2 separate regions of the Mus musculus genome follow, and region 1 is linked to region 2. Evidence: chromatin contacts called from public Micro-C data. All regions are on one chromosome and are shown on one strand. Each heading gives the region's core, a stretch centred on a gene start, on an enhancer-like site or on the middle of the called end of the contact. The rest is flanking DNA. Distances are from core to core; before and after follow the strand shown. Region 1 holds the start of Six1 (sine oculis-related homeobox 1). Region 2 holds the start of Nkx2-1 (NK2 homeobox 1).

The links. Hi-C and Micro-C count contacts between places; a contact is called where the count stands out from the background.
Region 1: a Micro-C map of embryonic stem cells shows a contact between it and region 2, with 17 times the contacts expected there. The contact joins the promoter of Six1 here to the promoter of Nkx2-1 in region 2. A contact is called at or near these places in 4 of 39 promoter capture datasets (cranial neural crest, embryonic stem cells and hippocampal neurons) and 2 of 484 Hi-C or Micro-C datasets (both in embryonic stem cells).

The regions. Positions count from the first base shown.
Region 1 is chr12:73,043,802-73,050,837 of GRCm38.p6, reverse strand. It overlaps Six1 (sine oculis-related homeobox 1), which reads left to right and starts at 4,126. Exons shown (of 2, transcript NM_009189.3): 1 at 4,126-4,971; 2 at 7,009-7,036. The coding sequence starts at 4,412. It overlaps Gm51264 (predicted gene, 51264), which reads right to left and starts at 4,953; the gene lies at 4,890-4,953.
Region 2 is chr12:56,532,016-56,538,478 of GRCm38.p6, reverse strand. Nkx2-1 (NK2 homeobox 1) reads left to right here and starts at 1,571. Exons shown (of 3, transcript NM_009385.3): 1 at 1,571-2,170; 2 at 3,406-3,791; 3 at 4,699-6,463. The coding sequence starts at 3,419. The coding sequence ends at 5,444. It overlaps Gm26973 (a long non-coding RNA gene), which reads right to left and starts at 1,289. Exons shown (of 6, transcript XR_872771.2): 1 at 973-1,289.

The sequences.
Region 1 (7,036 bases), core at 2,877-5,376, about 17 Mb before region 2:
GAGAATGAGACTGAGGCACACAGCAATACCTTCCAAAGGCAAGGGCCCAGCACCCCTGCTTTTCCCTCTCTGGGAGTTTTCAGTATGAGGAGAGGATAGGGATAGGGAGCTCAGATTGGTGGAGACCAGAGCTAGGGTGCGTGTGTTTGGGGGTGTCCTGTTTTATCTGCCCCTCTATGTTTCTCGGGACAGTGAGGAGATTGAGATGGCATTTTCGGGGTTGCATGCATGGACAGAGTACAGGGTTTCACTCGTGGGACTTCAGCTAGTTCTGTTTGTCCAGGTGTGGGAGGGGGCGGCAGTCGACTGGCAGTCCTGGGCCAGCCTAGTACCACGGAAGCGGGAGCCTCTGTCCCCAAGCTTCCCCGAATCCAGGAGAAAGCCACTACAACCCCCTATTCCCATACATAAATACATCAGGACTACAGACAAATCCTCATTGTTTAGAAATAAGCCGAGGAGGCCGGACGGCTCCCCCCAGTGAGGCAGAACGAGGCAAAGAGGATGGTGGGAGGGAGGGGGGAGGCAGGGGACGCGCGGATCCGGTGTCGCGTTGCAGATTCCCACTAAAGATAACGAAACGTGATCTATTTTTCAGAACAGCAAGTGGATGGGAAAGAACCTTGACAACACAAAACTCATTTACTAATGGACTGGTTTTGAGTTTCTCCTCCCTGGGTCCGCAAATCTCCCTTCCTGATCCCTAGGCCTATTCAGCCCTGGTAGGCAATGGCGTTCTGACCAGGGCAGGTGGGCGGCAGCTCCCGTACTGTCGCTTAGGATCTTAACCGGGTTCCCAAGGACCTTGGGGATGAGCGGCTTCTGTCAAAGCAGAGGGGAAAGATGAATAATGTTGCCTCCGCTCGGATCTGAGTCTACATACTGCCGCAGAAAGACGACACTAGTTTATTGAAGATACCCTTGACTTCCAATCTGAACGTAGGGTATGAGCCCCAAGTCTTTCTTGATGGTAAATGAACTCAAAGAAACCCGACTGGGAGCCTCAAGGCATCTTGCTTCAAGCCAGGAAAAAAAGCAAGTAGGTCCCAGATACAGGGTTTTGATCCAAGGCCTATGTCAGCCTATGTTTTCTCCCTGGCCTTTCGGTCCACTGCTTAAGTTTACCTGCCATTCATTACCTGCACGGCAAAGGCATCCAGTGCTGAAACCCGACTTCAAGAGCATCTCTCCAGCTTCAGCCTACTAAGCAGGAGTGGACTAGAGTTGTTGAGTTTCCTTTAACTTCCGGACGCATCTTTGCTTTTCATGCGATTTGCATTGACAGCAAAGGTTTTATATTACAGAACAACTCAAACCTTTCTGTGAGAGATTTAAAATGGAGCATTTGGTTTGTGTGGTTTGTAAATTCATGTCATTTTACCTCTTTTAGTGGTTTTCAGTGAAAGGTTCCATTTTGGGAAACCTTATATATCCAAGCCAATAATTATCATTTATAACAATTGGTTCCCTTAACCGAGGGATCCAAATAGCAGAGAGGCTCCTTGGTACAAAGCACATAGCACTTCTTTCTCCCTTTTAGTTAAGCGATCTATTGGAATAAATGGAATAAGGGGGAGGGGGCAGGGGAATACTGGTGTGTCCAACCCCTTCCCCACCCACCCCCCCTGAGGAAAAACATTTTCTCATTTACCTCATTGCTAGTTTTCATATCAGCCGCTCCACTCCTCTTCCCACGTGTCACCAGTGTCTGGTACAGTCCTGACTCCTTTTGAACGGAGATGAAACATAGGGGGCTCTGGAGGATGCCCTGAAATGGTGGTCATACTATTGCTCTTCCTTCCGTTATCCTCTGTAAATGTATACCCGTCCTTATCTGTGAGTTATACCTCCTGTCTCTACGAAGACAGTTAATTACAAATTATCTGCTGTACTCAACTGACGGCTTTGCCTTTTAAGAGATGTGGTTGTGCTTATAACCCTCTTCCCATTTTAATTGTGCACACTTGTTCCAGACTTTAGGGTACTGATTTTGAGAGCCCGTATAAGTCCCCATTCTGGTCCTCACACAGCTGCCATGTCAATAAGGACTGTTCCAAGCAGAGACATTCCTCTTGGCAGGACACTACAGTTCCCCAAGACTTCAACTGAAACGTCATGAGCACTAAAATAAGACAGCGAGGGAAAATTACCAGGCACACAGCCTTGGGCTCAGCAGTGCCAGGCTTCCAGTTTAGAAAGTAAGTCATCAGGCATACCATGTGGCAGGAGCTCTTTTGAAATGATAAATACCATTAAATGCATTTTATATATTTAAAAAAAAAACCCAAGCCTAAATGTAATGACATATCAGCATCTGCTTCCAAGGTTTAATTGCTCAGGGTAGACGGAGTTTCAAGGAAGCAGAAAGCCTTGTGTGGGAGCTCATCAGAGAAGAGGTTTTCTGGCTACTTACAATCTCTCCAGGGAAACAGCCCTGAGGTGGGAACCCTTTATGATGTTGAAAGGCATGTAGCAGGGTGCACTGAACTGGGTGCATTTTTTAAAAAAACATCTAAATAATACAAAGGGAATCCCTTCTCTCACTTGGATCTCAAAATGCAAAGAGTTCTTTGGCTGATGGAATCAAACCACGGCAAGGAGACAAGCTAGTTTGAAGAGCCCAGTGTTTGCTCCCTGCCACTCCCTAAGAGGGCACACCGGAATCAAAAGCATTTTTGAAGTGTACTTAAAATTCTGTTTTCAACTTATCTAATCAGAGATAAGTATAGTCATAAAGTCACTCTCCCTCCACCTTCCCTTATCTCCACCCATTGTTCTTATCTCTTGCTTGACTTAGCCACTGACAATAGATTATCTTTGTTTAGAGAGGCTAATTGTTTTTGAAATCTTTTTAATAATTGCTTTGGAACAAGGTGTGCAAATGAGGCTTAAGTTAATTACAGCTTCATTTGTCTGTGCAGTTTTACTAAGCATTCTCCCCACAGAAACAAAATAGCAGATGATGGAACTTAAATTGCAGGACACATCTCATTGGCTGGCAGTAAAATAGGCCAGCATTGCAAACACACACACACACACACACACACACACACACACACACACTTTATTTAATCTTCTTGGAGCCACTGTGGTTCTAGCTTAGAGGGCAGTGTCCCTCTCAGAGCAGGGCAAGGATTATGTTACAACCAGACAGTTATTGGAGCTGGGCGCAGTTTTATTTAATTTACACCCCATTCAGCGCCTTTTGCATGAGGTTCCCCAATTTTTTTTTTTTTTTTTGCTAATGGCAAGTAAAGCTTTTCAGCATCCATCGGTAGCAGGGGTTGCTTTGAAAAAACGCAACCGTACAACTGGGGAAACTGAGTCCAGAAGTCTATGGACAGCAAGATTCTAAATTGCAGATGAAGCCCTGGTGTCTCTATGCTACAGTGCCAGGGTCAACCCTTCTGATCCCTCTTCTAGAGGCACTTTGAGAATGAGGGGAATGTTGCCCAGATCAGAGTCCTTGAGACCTTTAGGAGGTGTTAGGAGTTAGGAAGAGAAAGGGTGTAGGAGTTGGGGGGTGGGGGTGGGGGTGGGGGTGGGGGGCTAGGTTTGTCTTCACCTCCAGGAACCAAACCTGGAAGAAGCCACTTTCAGAGTGCTTGCAGCACAGAACCCTAGTCTCCTTTTGTATTATTTATCTCATTCCATAAGCTATTCATCAATCCATTATTTATTCATCTTAACATTAAGGTAATTAAATATGAGCTCACCGGGAAAAGCCAAGACTGCAAGAGACAGGGCTAAGAATATGGAGAAGAGGGTCATTAGAACGTCTGCAGCCATTGATTTGTGCTGCGTGAGGCTCCCCTTAGGTGACACCAAAGAGGGCGCCGCTTCGCAAGGTCCTGACTTGGTCACCACCCTTTTCAGCACCCCAGTTCCCTCCTCCCGACCCCACCTCACTTCCCACCTCTCCGGGTCCTTCTCCTCCCACCACTTCTTATCCTAGGCAGCACTCGGTAGCTTCGCCCTCCCCACGCGGGGCGGCAGGGTGGCGCGGCTTTGCTGCCGGGCCGGGCGGCGCGCAGGCTGGCCAGCTTCGGATAGGCGCCGCTCGCAGCCAATCAGCGTGTCGGGGACGCTGCGCGCTTTAAGGCCGCTGCGGGGAGAACAGAAACCAAGTTCCCCGGCAACCAGCAGCATCCACCCGGCGGCAGGCGGGAGCCAGCGAGGCCCAGAAGGCTGTAGAGAACGCCAGCCACTCGGAGTCTAGCTCACCCCTACTTCTCTTCGTCTTCCTTGGCCTCCCACCCGCCGAGGTTCGACTGGTCTCTTCGCCCGCGCCAAGGCTAGGGAGGGGGTTAGGAGCAGCCGCGCCCCCCTCCCCGCGGCAGCCGCCCCCTGCTCTCCCAGCTCTGCTCACTGCCGCGTGCGCCCGGGCCCGTGCGCCCCGGCAGCGCCAGCCATGTCGATGCTGCCGTCGTTTGGTTTTACGCAAGAGCAAGTGGCGTGCGTGTGCGAAGTTCTGCAGCAAGGAGGGAACCTGGAACGCCTGGGCAGGTTCTTGTGGTCGTTGCCCGCCTGCGATCACCTGCACAAGAACGAGAGCGTGCTCAAGGCCAAGGCGGTGGTCGCCTTCCACCGCGGCAACTTCCGCGAGCTCTACAAGATACTGGAGAGCCACCAGTTCTCGCCTCACAATCACCCCAAACTGCAGCAGCTGTGGCTGAAAGCGCACTACGTGGAGGCCGAGAAACTTCGCGGCCGACCCCTGGGTGCCGTGGGCAAATATCGGGTGCGCCGAAAATTCCCGTTGCCGCGGACCATCTGGGACGGCGAGGAGACCAGCTACTGCTTTAAGGAGAAGTCTCGGGGCGTGCTGCGGGAGTGGTACGCGCACAACCCCTACCCCTCACCGAGGGAGAAACGGGAGCTGGCCGAGGCCACCGGCCTCACCACCACCCAGGTCAGCAACTGGTTTAAGAACCGGAGGCAAAGAGACCGGGCCGCCGAGGCCAAGGAAAGGTACGCGGCGTGCTTGCCCAGGCTCGGGTGACCCCGGGAAGTTTCACCCTTCGCTCCCTTCTGCCCCCCGCAGGCGTCGCCACCAGCTTCCTACCCGCCGCCACCCGGCAGAGGTCCGTGGGGCGGCACCCCGGCCTCGGCGACGCTGCTGTGAAGGTTCATGAACTCTTGAGGTTGCCTGTTAGGGACTGGGTCGCGTTTGCGTGGAGCACTCGCGCGTGGGTTTCTTTGGTGAGGGAAAGTGTGGGGAACGGTCGGCGTTGGGTTTGTTTCATGCCCTCCGGGCTGGCTCCGGCGAAGAGAAGGGATGGCCAGGGAGTTTGTAGATCAGAGGAAACGGGGGTATTGCTTGGTATCGCGAGGGAAGCTGTTCGGTACGGCGGAAGGTCTCGAACCTCCGCTCTTTCGCTCCGTCTTGAAGCTGGTCTGAGTCGAACGCTCGGCCCCCAGTACCTCCCGGCTCTCTGCTCATTCTCTCCGGCTAGTCTATGGAGGAGAGTTCTGCTTCATTTCGCGCTAGTTGGACAAAGGGAGGAGTCTTGTAAAAAGAAATACCCTGGAAAGGGGACACTGGGGGTGTCGCTGCTGGGTGTCCTATCAGAGGCCCCAAGCCGGGAGAAGACTGCCGCCTGCCGCGCTCCCTCATGCTTGGCCGGGTTGCTTTCGCTGGCCCCGCCGCCGCCGCTGCGGGCGAGGAGAAGGGCTCCAGTCGCTGGCTTCCCCCTCCCGGGAGCACGGAAGCAAAGCTTTAAAAAAAGAAAAGAAAAGAAAGAAAGAAAAAGAAAGAAAGGGGAAAAGTCTCCCTTCTCCCCTCCTCTCCTCTCGCAGACGCGGCGGTTCCTCGGCCCGGGAGGTTCGTAGCGGAGCTTCTGGCCGAGGTTCGGAGGAGCGCGGGGCGGAAAAGTTGGGGAGCTGGGCACAGAGCCCCGCTGTGCTCGCCTTTGTTCACTGTCAGCCTGGGGGCCGAAGATCTGGCTTCCAGGATTCCCCCTGGGTGGGGAAACCACAGAGCCTGCCTAAATTCCGGGGAAAGGGGCTCTCCGGAAGAGAAAGACGGTGCTGGGAAGGGAGTGTGCAGGCGGGCGAGCGCTAGGCTCCGGGTGGCCGCCGGCGCTGGAAAGGAGGAAGAGCGAGCAGTCCTGAAGTTGAGTGGGACCCGGGGACCCGGGGACCCGGTGCGGGGACGGACTGACACTCCGTTGTGCGGGGTCGGCCGGCGCCCAGCCGGGGCGGGGCAGCGAAGTTTGCCCGGCTGAGAAAGGGTGGGAGGCTCTGGATTGTGGGCGAGCAGCTCAGAGAGGAGAGCAGGAGGGGCTGGGGAATGAACTAGGAGTAACGAAACAGGGATTGCTCGGCTCCAGCTACCCTTTAGTTTACAAAACGGCCGGTCCCCAAGCCAAGCGAGGGCCCACTCCCGGGTGAAATCCGAGAGACTGGCTAAGCTCCCTGTGTTTACTCAGGTCACTGGGCCGCTCTGGGCACGACTTCCCATGACCTGTCCTAGGTCTCTGGAACCCCAGCCTCCAGACAGGGGCAGGGAAACTGGTCATCTAATTGTTTCCTCAGATGGAGGCAGGCAATTGACTTGGGTCAGAGCAAGCATTTGTGCATTGGGCAGTTTGTCTCCCGATCATTTCGTTATTGCAACAACCATTTGTCGGAAGGCTTCCAAACAGTTACTTGGAACTATGGGGCTGGTTAATAGGTACTTAAACATACAAAGCTGAAAACATTTTTTTTTTCTTTTTGGCTTATTTTAAATAAATCTGGTTCACCCGACTGTGAGACGTACAGTAAAGTAAGGAACTATCTCCCAGCAGCCCCCCACCCCCATTTCTTTAGGCTGCCTCTTCACCTCCCCCATGACCCTTGGGGCTGGGTGGGAGGCAGAGCGCCTCCGTTTGGGTTGGTGACAGATTGCACAACGGCCCTTTCCTCCTCCCAGCCCCCCTTCTTTCATCTCACACTTTTTAAAAACAGCAACAAAACAAAACAAAACTTCTTTTTAACCATATGGCGTTGTCCTCTATTTCTCAGGGAGAACACCGAAAACAATAACTCCTCC
Region 2 (6,463 bases), core at 322-2,821:
CCCAAAGGCTCTTGAGAATTCTGGCTTACTCTTGTGGATGTCAGTGCTCATGGGAAATAATCCAGAATGGTGGATGTTTATGAAGGGGCAGAAGTATGGGAAGTTCATTTGGTTCAAGTCACAGAGTGCAACAGAGCCCCTCACCCCCAGTTCTAGATGGGAGCTGTTGGCATTGGTGCCAGCAGGAGAAGTTTGAAGCTCAGTCCAGTTCCCCTCCCCTTCAGGGTAAAGCATGGGGGTTGCCAGGCATCACTCCCCTCGAACTCTGACTGAAGCTCAGCCCCTCACCTAGTGCTGTGCGGCTGGGGATGGGGGCCCCTAGTTACAGTAGGGCTAAGATGCAGCTTGTGTACATTCTCCCAAACTGGCCACCTGCTGGTGTTTTTGAAGGTCCGGGCTGCACGGCTCAGAGACTGTAGAAGATTGAACAAACCTTTCACTCCAGACTAACAGGCCCCCCGAAGAAGCAATGGATTTGATATTAACCACAGACACAGAAATATCGACCTTGTTAGTGAGCTTAATTTTCTTCCCTCAAAGCTTTGGGCGTGTTTTGATGTGCCTGATTTTGCTTAAATCTCACCAAAAAACCTTCTGAAGAATTACCTCCTTCTGTAAGTGGCACTAAAACCGGGAGAGACAAATGACACTCTACCCTTGGTGTTCCTATGACCACCAACAATTATAAAATAACGGGGTTAAATGGAGACGGAGGACCAGGGACTTCCTAAGACGATCCCGTTCCCAATGCTAGCAGATCTGGGTCGCGCCTTCAGACTAGGTCTGCATTATGCTTTGCCTGCCCTTTCTGCCGTTCACTTGATCTAGCGTGGCTTCCCCTCCCTGCACTCTCGACACTGTAGACCAAAGTGCTGTAGCTCATCTTGAGAGCGCCCCCCAGAGAAGTCCCTGGGAAAGGAGAGCGCAGAGCTCTGCTTTCCACTTGTCCTTAGCTACAGAGACACAACGCACCTGGCCGCTTAAAGTCGGGGTTCCCTGCTTCAAAGCCACCTCGGGGGCGGTTCGAAAATGCGGGCCCAGATGGGAGGCCCGCTGATGCCCAGAGCCTTCCTTCCCTTCACGATGGAGGTAGGTGGTGAGGAAAGCTAATGTTAGTTTAGTCGTCGGCTTTGTGTTGAGGGAGTAGAGAGCACTCTTCAAGGAGAGATCTTAAAAAGCAAATAAAACAACTTTCCATACTATAATTGCTATTAATGGAAAGGAGCCTACCCTGCTGAATTAAGTAGTTCAAAACTGCTTGTTCATTATCGGGAGCTCCCTCACTACAAGGAGGGGAAAGAAAATGTGAAAACAAAAACCAAAATCAAGAAGCCTCCTTGACTGGCCGCCGAAGTGTCTAGGAGGCACCTGCCGGGCCAGGAAGCACTCCGCCCTCCCAGCCTCTAGCGCTCCAAGAAAGCTCGAACAGCAGACAAGCAAAGCCAAAACAAAAACAAACAATAACGAAAACGCTTAAATTCCAAGGAGAAAAAAAAAAAAACGGAGGTGGTCTCCAAATCTGTGCCATGCAGGGCTTGGCTGGGTAACCCACTTAGCTGCTGATCCTGACCTGGTAACAGCAATGAGGCTGACGCCCCCGGGCCCGCTAGGGAGCACAGCCCACAGCTCCCCCTTGCCAGGCGCCCAAGGACCCTCAAGGCGCGGGGCTCACACTTGAAGCCTGGGAACGCTCAGACAGGAAACCCACTTCCTCCTAAGCAGTTTCTTCCTAGCCGGATGAGAGGCGCCCAATTGAAGCAGAATGATCCTCATCTACTAATATCCAGCGTGGCCACAAAGCGACCGGCCATTTACGCCGCCACTTTAGACAAAGATATTTGGTTATTCCCGGGGAAGCAAGTGCACTTTTGCATGGCTGAGCTCCGGGAGGAGGCGAGCCTCAGCCCAGCCTCCCGCCCGCTGGGCTGCGGGCGTCGAGATATTCGCCTCCTCCCGGACAACGAGTTCCACCCGGGTTCAGACTCAGTTCCACTCTGCAACGGATCTGCGGGCGCTCACGCGGCTCCCCGCCCGGGCTTTCACTGAAGCATCGGAAGGGAAAACTGCGGGGATCTGAGCTGGGGTGCTGGGACTGGGATGTCCTCGGAAAGACAGCATCAGCTTCTGAAGCCGAAGTATCCAGGCCATGGGCAAGGGTCAGGGGCACCAGGTTTGTTCGAGATGGGGCAACTTCCGTGGTGGACTCTCCTGTTAATCCCCCGCACCCTTAGCCTCGTAGCTCAGAGGGCCAGCGGTGTACTTGCCTGGGCCGGCAAAAGGGGTGGAGAAAGGGAGCGGCGGGGTGGGGTGGGCTGGGGGGGCTGGTCCGCTAGGGAGCCAGGAGCTTGGTGGGGGGTGGCGCGGGGATCGGTGACAGCCTCCCGGAGGCAGTCGTTCCCTTACTCAGCTCCCCCTCCGCCCGCTGGGATTCTCTCGGGTAAGGGGAAAGGGGGCGGGGAGCAGAGGTGTCCCTCTGACGGCGGCGGCAGAAGAAGCAGACAGACTGACAGACACATAGACCAACAGTGCAGCCCCAGGGTTCATCCCCAGACTCGCACACTCTTTTGGTGGTGACTGGGGCTCAGCGCAGCGAAGCCCGATGTGGTCCGGAGGCGGTGGGAAGGCGCGGGGCTGGGAGGCCGCAGCGGGAGGGAGGAGCAGCCCCGGCAGGCTCAGGTGAAATCCCGCTCCCTGCTCCTCAGCCCCCTTCTCCCCCAAAGGCCAGCCCCTGACCTCGGAACCCCGACCAAATTGGACCGCGGTTCCACTTTGTAACTCCCCAAGTTGGTTGCAAAGCAGTATTCACCTTCCGTTCTCCTTTCCATCCCTCCCCTTAGGTTATTCTCTACCCCACCTCTGGCCCTCCCGCTCTCGGTTCCCTCCTCCTTCCCCCCCCCCCGCCTTTTCCTCGCGCGCCACAGGCACCCCACAAAAATGGGGGTGGGGGTGTCCAAGGGAGGGGGAAAGTAATGCTTTGGTTCTCTCTCTCTCTCTCTCTCTCTCTCTCTCTCTCTCTCTCTCTCTCTCTCCCTCTCTCCTTCTTTCTCTCTTTGAGACCTAAAAATCTTGACAAGTGAAGCTTAAAGGTGTTTACCTTGTCATCAGCATGTAAGCTAATTATCTCGGGCAAGATGTAGGCTTCTATTGTCTTGTTGCTTTAGCGCTTATGCCCCGCCTCTGGTGGCTGCCTAAAACCTGGCGCCGGGCTAAAACAAACGCGAGGCAGCCCCCGAGCCTCCACTCAAGCCAATTAAGGCGGACTCGGTCCACTCCGTTACGTGTACATCCAACAAGATCGGCGTTAAGGTAACACCAGAATATTTGGCAAAGGGAGAAAAAAAAAGTAGCGAGGCTTCGCCTTCCCCCTCTCCCTTTTTTTTTTCCTCCTCTTCCTTCCTCCTCCAGCCGACGCCGAATCATGTCGATGAGTCCAAAGCACACGACTCCGTTCTCAGTGTCTGACATCTTGAGTCCCCTGGAGGAAAGCTACAAGAAAGTGGGCATGGAGGGCGGCGGCCTCGGGGCTCCGCTCGCAGCGTACAGACAGGGCCAGGCGGCCCCACCGGCCGCGGCCATGCAGCAGCACGCCGTGGGGCACCACGGCGCCGTCACCGCCGCCTACCACATGACGGCGGCGGGGGTGCCCCAGCTCTCGCACTCCGCCGTGGGGGGCTACTGCAACGGCAACCTGGGCAACATGAGCGAGCTGCCGCCTTACCAGGACACCATGCGGAACAGCGCTTCGGGCCCCGGATGGTACGGCGCCAACCCAGACCCGCGCTTCCCCGCCAGTAAGTGAGGCCGCCCCGCCGCGGGGCCGCGGGCTAAGCACCGGAGGCGCGGTCGGCGCGGCCGGCGAGGTGCGGCGCCCGCCGGTGGCGCTGGGCATCGGGGTGGGCAGCCGAACAGCCTTGTGTAGGAGTGGGGTGAGGGCACTGGACTTTCTTCCCCCCGCTGGGCAAGGGTTTCAAAGGAGGTACTTAGAAGAGCTGGGGTCCTGCGGACAGGTGCTAGCACCCGACCACCGCAGGCACCAAGGACAGACTTGATGCTCAAGACTTCAGGGAGCTAAGGAAGGCCCACCCGGGACTCGGCTAGGGAGGCTAGGAACTCGGGCCAGAGGAGTTAGGGACCAGGAGGGGCGAGTAGAGAGAGCCGCCCTGCTGGGATGCATCCCGGTCGGGCTGCCTCGATTTCTAAAAGTCTCCCTCTGGGTGGCTTGGGAGGGCGCACAGCTCTGGAGGAGGCTCTACGTGGGTCGGGCGGGTGGCTGTCCTCACCTAGAGCCCGCAAGAGAGAAAGCCAGAGAGGCCAAGCGCCTGGAAGCTGGGGCGTTTGTAAGTGAAAACTCCCTTTTGTTAAGCTCCTGAACTTGGTCTACCGTCCGACCCCAGCTCTCTGCACCCTTGGGTCTCCCACCTGGCTTGGGCATGAAAGGAGTCAAAGCAACCCTTTTCCCTCACTGCACATTCTGGGTCTAAAGGGACACTGATACCAATGAGGAGTAGCTAGACTTTAAACCCTTAAGTAGTTCGACGGCACGGCCCGCTAGCTGGGCCTCTTTTGGGAAAGAGCACTAGGCGGCGGCCTAGGTGAGGAGGATGCCGTCGAAAGTTGGGGCGGGCAGGCCAAGGGCACAGAAAGCGGGGTTGCCCCGGCCCCGGCCCCAGCCGACCGCTGTGCGTTTGTCGCTTACAGTCTCCCGCTTCATGGGCCCGGCGAGCGGCATGAATATGAGTGGCATGGGCGGCCTGGGCTCGCTGGGGGACGTGAGCAAGAACATGGCCCCGCTGCCCAGTGCGCCCCGCCGGAAGCGCCGGGTGCTCTTCTCCCAGGCGCAGGTGTACGAGCTCGAGCGACGTTTCAAGCAACAGAAGTACCTGTCGGCGCCGGAGCGCGAGCATCTGGCCAGCATGATTCACCTGACACCCACGCAGGTCAAGATCTGGTTCCAGAACCACCGCTACAAGATGAAGCGCCAGGCTAAGGACAAGGCGGCGCAGCAACAACTGCAGCAGGACAGCGGCGGCGGCGGAGGCGGCGGTGGCGGTGCGGGATGCCCGCAGCAGCAGCAAGCTCAGCAGCAGTCGCCGCGCCGGGTGGCCGTGCCGGTCCTAGTCAAAGACGGCAAACCCTGCCAGGCGGGCGCCCCTGCCCCGGGAGCCGCAAGCCTGCAAAGCCACGCGCAGCAACAAGCTCAGCAGCAGGCGCAGGCGGCGCAAGCGGCTGCCGCGGCCATCTCAGTGGGCAGCGGTGGCGCGGGTCTAGGAGCACACCCAGGCCACCAGCCGGGCAGCGCAGGGCAGTCCCCGGACCTGGCGCACCACGCAGCCAGCCCCGCGGGGCTGCAGGGCCAGGTCTCCAGCCTATCCCATCTGAACTCCTCGGGCTCGGACTATGGCGCCATGTCTTGTTCTACCTTGCTTTATGGTCGGACCTGGTGAGACGTGAGATGCGCTTGAGCCCCGCGCGACCTCAACGCTTCCCCTCTGCCTTCCGCAAAGACCACCATTCGCCCGCTGCTCCACGCGCTTCTACTTTTTTTAAGAATCTGTTTATGTTTAGACCAAGGAAAAGTACACAAAGACCAAACTGCTGGACGACTTCTTCTTCTTCTTCTTCTTCTTCTTCTTCTTCTTCTTCTTCTTCTTCTTCTTCTTCTTCTTCTTCTTCTTCTTCTTCTTCTTCTTCTCCTCCTCCTCCTCCTCCTCCTCCTCCTCCTCCTCTTCCTCCTTCTTGTCCCCGCTCGTTCTTTTCTTTCTCCCCCTCCTCTTCTGTTTCCTTCTTCCTTCATCTTTCCCCCCTTCCTTTCTCTTTACTATCTAAAACTTGCAGACTTTTTGTTTTTTAACATAAAAAGAAAATAGAAACAGCCAAGCAAATTCAACCCTTTACGGATTCTTTAAACAGAGAAGGACAGAGAACAAATTTGGGGTGTCTTTCTGGTAGTTCAAATGGGTTCCCAAGCTTAGGCATGGCACAGTTTTGGAGCCTGTTCTATGCTTCCATGGCCCTGAACTCTAAAGACGGAAAACTTTTCTGTGGATGCACCCTGCCAGCAAAGTGAGCTTGCTTGTAAATACCAGGATTTTTCGTTTGTTTGTATGTTTCAGAAGGGAGGACAGACGCTGGAGATAGGAAAGTCTTCAGCATAACCCATTTGTACCTGACACAAAGGAAGTGTCCCCTCCCAGGCGCCCTCTGGCCCTACAGGTTCAGTCCAGGCTGGCCTTTCAGAAAATTGTTTTAGGTTTGATGTGAACTTGTAGCTGTAAAATGCTGTTAAAAGTTGGACTAAATGCCTAGTTTTTAGTAACCTGTACATTATGTTGTAAAAAGAACCCCAGTCCCAGTCCCTAGTCCCTCACTTTTTCAAGGGGCATTGACAAACCTGTGTATATTATTTGGCAGTTTGGTATTTGCAGCACCAATCCTTTTTTTTTTTCTGTTGTAACTTATGTAG